Linked DNA regions of Sus scrofa: region 2 is linked to region 1. Evidence: chromatin contacts called from public HiChIP or PLAC-seq data. All regions are on one chromosome and are shown on one strand. The core of a region is the stretch at or near the end of the contact, and the rest is flanking DNA. Distances in the headings are between cores, read along the strand shown. Region 1 overlaps CREB5 (cyclic AMP-responsive element-binding protein 5). Region 2 holds the start of CREB5 (cyclic AMP-responsive element-binding protein 5).

The links. HiChIP or PLAC-seq counts read pairs in DNA pulled down with a chosen protein or histone mark.
Region 2: an H3K27ac HiChIP or PLAC-seq map of skeletal muscle shows a contact between it and region 1. The contact joins the promoter of CREB5 here to the enhancer-like site in region 1. A contact is called at or near these places in 13 of 47 Hi-C or Micro-C datasets (embryonic fibroblasts, fetal heart ventricle, fibroblasts and 7 more) and 1 of 2 datasets of contacts at active chromatin or transcription factors (skeletal muscle).

What each region holds. Positions count from the first base shown.
Region 1 is chr18:44,040,449-44,043,219 of Sscrofa11.1, forward strand. All of the region lies in intron 5 of CREB5 (cyclic AMP-responsive element-binding protein 5), which reads right to left. Among named protein-coding and RNA genes, the nearest start is that of CREB5, 220 kb to the right of the region's middle. Within about 2 kb of position 1,418, at least 8 of the 83 cell types and tissues checked have an H3K27ac peak or open chromatin away from gene starts, as enhancers often do. A contact at or near this core is called in skeletal muscle, where this site is marked.
Region 2 is chr18:44,263,216-44,266,372 of Sscrofa11.1, forward strand. CREB5 (cyclic AMP-responsive element-binding protein 5) reads right to left here and starts at 1,299. Exons shown (of 11, transcript XM_013985749.2): 1 at 1,182-1,299.

The sequences.
Region 1 (2,771 bases), core at 168-2,667:
TTTAAAATAAATGAGTTACTAAATACTTGCTTCTTCTTTGGGTTCAGAATTCACACAAATTAGACCTACAGAAGTTCCCATGATGGCCTAGCGGTTAATGAACCCCACTAGCATCCATGAGGACGAGGGTTCGATCCCTGGCCTTGCTCAATGGGTTAAGGATATCCAGTGTTGCCCCGAGCTGTGGTGTAGGTCACGGGCGCAGCTCAGATCCTGCGTTGCTATGGCTAGGCCAGCAGCTATAGCTCCGATGTCCCCCCTAGACTGGGAACCTCCATATGCCATGGGAGCAGCCCTAAAAAGACCAAAAAAAAAAAAAAAAAAAAAAAAAGAGAGACCTATGGAATAGAAAAGTTTTCTTTCTTTAACTGGCTTCAGTATTCCATTTGCATTTGTGCATTAGTTTGTGTGTTTGAGAATGCTTTATCCGTTTGTATGAATTTGATACTACCTGGTTTAGACTGAATACCTGCAGAGGGCAGCATGTCATATTTATTTAATGGATCGATGCAGCCTCTCTCCCAGTGCTGGCGTGGTGATCTTCGCCATCACTGCCAACATCAGCAGCAGCATTAGGATATCATCATCAACAGCAGCAGCAGCAGCAGCAGCAGCATCCTTGTTCTTATCATACTCCCGGGTTTTGATCTTAGAGAAAATGTCCATTACCAAGCGGCAAGGTAGGCAACAGGTATACAATCTTTCTCTTCGATAATGAGCTTTGATAATAACAATTCAACAATAAAATCGTTCAATAATAGAACTGATAATAAAATCAGTCATCTGGAGTTCTCGTCGTGGCTCAGTGGAAACAAATGTGACTAGCATCCGTGAGGACGCAGGTTCGATTCCTGGCCTTGATCAGTGGGTTAAGGATCTGGTGTTGCTGTGGCTGTGGCGTAGGCCAGCAGTTACAGCTGTGATTGGACCCCTAGCCTGGGAACTTCCATATGCCGTGAGTGTGGCCCTAAAAAGATTAAAAAAAAATCAATCAATAATAAAATCAATCAATCATAAAATCATTCAATAATAATGATTAATTGTGCTCATTAATTCCTGATGTTATTTCACTTAAAATGCAAAAGGCTCTCCCACTTGCACACCGCAAAAGTATTATGTAAGATGTTGGCATAACATTCTGCCGCTCTGCTATTTAAATAATTCAAAACATTTCAATACAACATGCAAAGGCCTATCACTAACAGAAAGCTGTGGGCAGAGGAATCAAATGGAAAGTTAGCTCCTCACCAAGATATGTTTTCCCTCGCATTAGCCTGTGGTCAGAAACAAACACTCCCCGTTGAATCTGTTTCTTTAAGATTCTAAAAATAAATTGATCTGTAAGTGACTTTGCTGTAATACATACAGTGAGTCAGATCAAGGAGTAAGAGCCATTTATAGAATGTGAACTCAACACTGGCCTGAGACAGCCATTTAACCCCTGCCAAACAGCGAGCAGGCATTTCGGATTGTGCAGAGTTTGATCTGCAAGGCTATTTTGAAATAAGAAGCTTCTTTTACTATAGCCCTGGCTGAAAACATTAGAATATGAACAGAGGCTACCTCAAGGTCAAAACATGTGGTAACAAGACCACTAGTGTGAGAGCGTGCACGCGTCCATCTATGATGCCTTGGGCACGCTCGCAGCAGAGTGCATCCATATTCACACATATGTAAGTGGAGACTATATCTGGTGCAGAACAAGCTGCCATTCGATGCACTCTCCTATAAAGAAGTAGGTGGGGGGATTTTGACTTGCATTGCATGGTGGATTTAGAGTAGATGTGTGTGACCATAAATAAGTTACTTGGCATCTTTGAGTCTCCGTTTCTTCATCTGTAAGATGAAAATAAATACAGCCCTTACCTCAGGAGGTGGATGTGAGGATTAAATAAGATGATGCATATAAACACTCAGTACACATTATACGATTCGGGGGGATATCGGCTACCACTGAGCTCTCCTCAGCCCCAGCTGTTAGGGGACGGTGCAGTCTCCCTCCTCTTTGGGAGCCCCTTCATTGCTGGAGGATGCTTTGTAGTCTTGTAAAGAGCGCAGCTGCCTTAAGGGGCAAGTCTGATGGCTACAAAGGGGTTAAGGGTTTTCTTTCCCTTCCTAAAAGGCAGATGTAATGAGCATCTTTAAAGGGACATATAATTGGAAGGAGGAAAGGGGTGTGTGTGGGTGTGTGTGTGTGTGTGTGTGAGTGAGAGAGAGAGAGAGGCAGGGAAATGAATGGGCATATGTGTGTGTGTATGAATTCACCTGGCATTTAGAATGGATAAGCAATGAGGTCCTACTGTACAGCCCAGGGAACTAGATACAGTCTCTCGGGATAGAACATGATGGAACATAGTATAAGAAAAAGAATGTATACATATGTATGACTGGGTCACTATGCTATACGGCAGAAATTGACACAACACTATAATCCACTGGACTCTAATAAAATGTAAAAAAAAGGAATTCACATGGCAACAAGAGGAACTTGCCACTCTCCTCACCCGAGTTTCACGCACAGGAAACATTCAACATTGCCTGCACACCGATCTCAAACCTGGCACACTGCAAAGAGCTGTACTGCAAGAAATATGACTTCATATCACCGTGTTCATCGCTGACCTCTGCCCTGGTAATAGGATCTTTTCTGGCCCTTGTGCAATTAGGATCCACCTGAGACTTCCTAACCATCTACTCGATAGCAAATTGGCAGCAAGGATTAGGAAATTCCATGCTGGTGTTCGGATGAGTCTTTTCCAGTGATAATGTTT
Region 2 (3,157 bases), core at 49-2,548, 220 kb after region 1:
GATCAAGATCGGGGGCTTCATCTACCAGATTAGCACCCCCCCCAATAAACCTATAGCAAAAGAAAAGCGAAATGCAGCCGACGGGGAAAAAACATCTCTTTGGTTGCTTCGTGCGTCTTGCCCCTCTAAGACCGTCGTGAAAAGTTTTAAGCGATTCCTTGAAGAATCTGCCTGGAGAAGAGGGCTTCGCCGCCGCCGTATCCTGGGAACTGCCACCGCGCCGCCGCGGCAAAAGCGGGAGCTGTCATTTGGGGCAGCAGCGGAGAAGAGGTAATGATGCCAACGAGAACCGGACGGAGGCAAGAGGTGGCTGGAGGAATGAAGGCGAGAAGAGCCTCGCCACTCTCCAGCCCTCCGCGCCCGGAGTGAAAGCAAAGTGCCCTCCAAGAGCGACGTCCCCTCCCAGGGCGCGCGCGCCCACCACCTGGGGCCGGCAGCCCTGCGGGAGAGGTGGCAGCAGCAGGCTCAGCACCGGGGAGGGAGCGAGCCCCCCGCGCGCCCGTCCATCCGCCCCCTAGGTGACCCGGCGTCCTCGCCGCGCCCGCTGGAAGTTTGCAAACTTTTTCCGGGGGTTCCGCCGCATCACCGGGAAGTTGGGGACGCGGGGGGCGGTTCCTGGCTCGCCGTCTCCGCTGCCGCCACCGCTGACGCCGCTTGACCGCACTTCTGGAGGGTTCCGCACCTTGCCAGGTCTCTGGAGGCAAACACACACCCCCGATTCATAACTGTTCCCCGTGTCAGGGAAACACACGCGCGCTCCCACACACGCACGCACGCCGGGGCTGACACGGCGCTCGCTCCACGTTAGCATCCCTCCAGTCGCACGGCGCGGCGGCCACCGAGACGCGCTCCGGGACGGACTCGGCGTGGGGTCTCTGGGGTAGCCTCAGGACACAGCCGAATTCCACGGTCCACCAGCATTGGGGGACGGACTTCCCTCTGGTCCGCCAGAGTGTTTACAAACACAGATCATCCTCCAAAAAAAAAAAAAAAATGCATCGCATCTTCCCCTACTTCTTGCCCTGTGACCTGCCCACTAGACCAAGTAACCTCGCGGCTGCTGCCGAGAACCAGCCCCTGCAAACAAGTACGTTCCCGAGATGGCTCCCGCGGCAAGTGCAACAAAAGTGGCTAAATGCAAAAGCCCCAGAAGTGGCCGAGCCGTATTTTTAGGAACTTACCAAACAAGTGTGGAGAAGGCAAGAGCGGAGCCCGGGTGAAGGGACCACGTTGGACTGAGCAAAGATTACAATACATTCTATTTAGAGTGCATTACATCACCCCCCCGGTGACGTCACGTGGGATTCCTGAACTTCTAAATCATTGCGGCCCGTGGGGGGGTGGGGGGAGGAGGGAGGGGCGGGGCCGGCGCGCCGAGGGGGCGGGCCCCGCCCGCGCACCGCCCCACCAGCCGACTCTGGTGCACCCGCGGGGGAGCGGCGGCGGCAGCGGCGACCGCGCGAGCAACAGCTTGCAGAGGCCAGCGCCGTGTGACACGGCTCCCTGACATTAGTGGTGTGAGTCAGCTTGGAAACAATCGTCACGGTTTCAGACGGGACCACGGAGGAGGCAGGGACCTGGGCTCTCCCGTGAGGAGGGCCTGGTGGCATTTGAAAGGTGTGGGGACGGGGAGTAGGGGAAGGGTGGGAATGGGGAGTAGAGGAAGGGTGGGGAGGGGGTGCAGACGAATGCGGGAAGAGACTTTCTACAAACAGAAATGAGGAACGCTCCCCCTTCCCCCACCAGCAGATGTCCAGCTCCTTTTTGCCTGCGACAGTCGTGACCTCATTACAGTGTTCCCTGCATCCTGGCTTCTCAGAGCATTCACTCGACACCCCTTTTCACGGCCCTCCCCCCCCCCCGCCGCGCCCCATTTCACCTCCAAAGGAATAACTTCTTTATTGTGCACACTCATTTGGAATGTGATGCCCCTGTCCTTCCCAAGACCCCTGCTTCATGAGTGTGAGAAGCTGGAAGGAGCGTTGTTCCTGCAGGCGAAAGGTGAATTACAGCTAGAGCCAAATGATGAGCCTGATTTAGACTCAGCGTCAGATCCGGAAGGGCCCTTGGCGCTCACTTCCAGAGCCTCCTCTGTTACTTGCCCAAGCTCATAAGCTGGCAAGTGGCAGAGCCAGAGCCGGAATGCAGGATTCGGGGCCCTGGTCTGCAGTACGTTCCTGACAGCTCAGTGAGAGAAGGAGCCTGGTGTTTTCAGCATCAGCCAGGTCACCATGGCCATCCCCAGCTTAATTTCCATTCGGATGTTCTCTCTGTGAGTCGGACTCAAAGGGAAGGCAGAGGCTAAATCCAGGAGATGCCAGACATCTCAGAGCACCACGGTCATCCTTGCAGCAGCTCACACTTTGCAAAGCACTGGAACCCACGTGGAACTCCCCTGATTCTCACAACAACCCAGCACAAGGAGAAGTAGGGCAGGTGTTATAATTATCCCCATTTTACAGGGAGCCAAGGCAAATTCCAGAAGCTTAGGGGGCTGGCCTGAAGCCACTGGATAACTCCCGCCCCTGTTTTAAAACTCCAAATCCTAACTGGACTCCTTTCTAGAACCAGGGCGGAGCTTTCCATTCTCATGGGTTATTGATGGTTAGAACCTTTGCTGAGGACGAGTTGGCTGGGAGTCCAAGCTTTGCTTAGGAACAGTTTAGCCCCCATTAACAAACAATAATCATTCCTGACATTTATGTAACATCTGACATTTATATAGCACCTCTCATCCCAATGCATCATAACCATGACTGTGCAGTTTGCCAGAGAATCATGACTGGACTGGCTAGAAACTGTCGTGCTTTGCCTGGATCGTCACATACTTCTGAGCTGGTTTTGCCATACTAAATGGAAGAGCTCTGTGTTTCCTTTCTATTTTTTAAGTGTTTAAACAACTCTCTTTCTTGGTGTTTCTTGAGACCACAGGGACTGCTGACTATTCCTTTCCCACAGCTTGATTCAGAACTCATCACTGCGTTTCCTATTTGTTCTCTTCCACGTGTAGCCCTGAAGGAATTGCAAAAGAAGGGCTCCAGTCCTAACTTGAATCTTAACTAATAAAACTTTTAAAATGACAGCTCAATTACCTGTGTTTACAGAAGAAAGCAACAGCCTCCTGAGGAACAGCCTCCTTGCCCACATTCCTACTCAA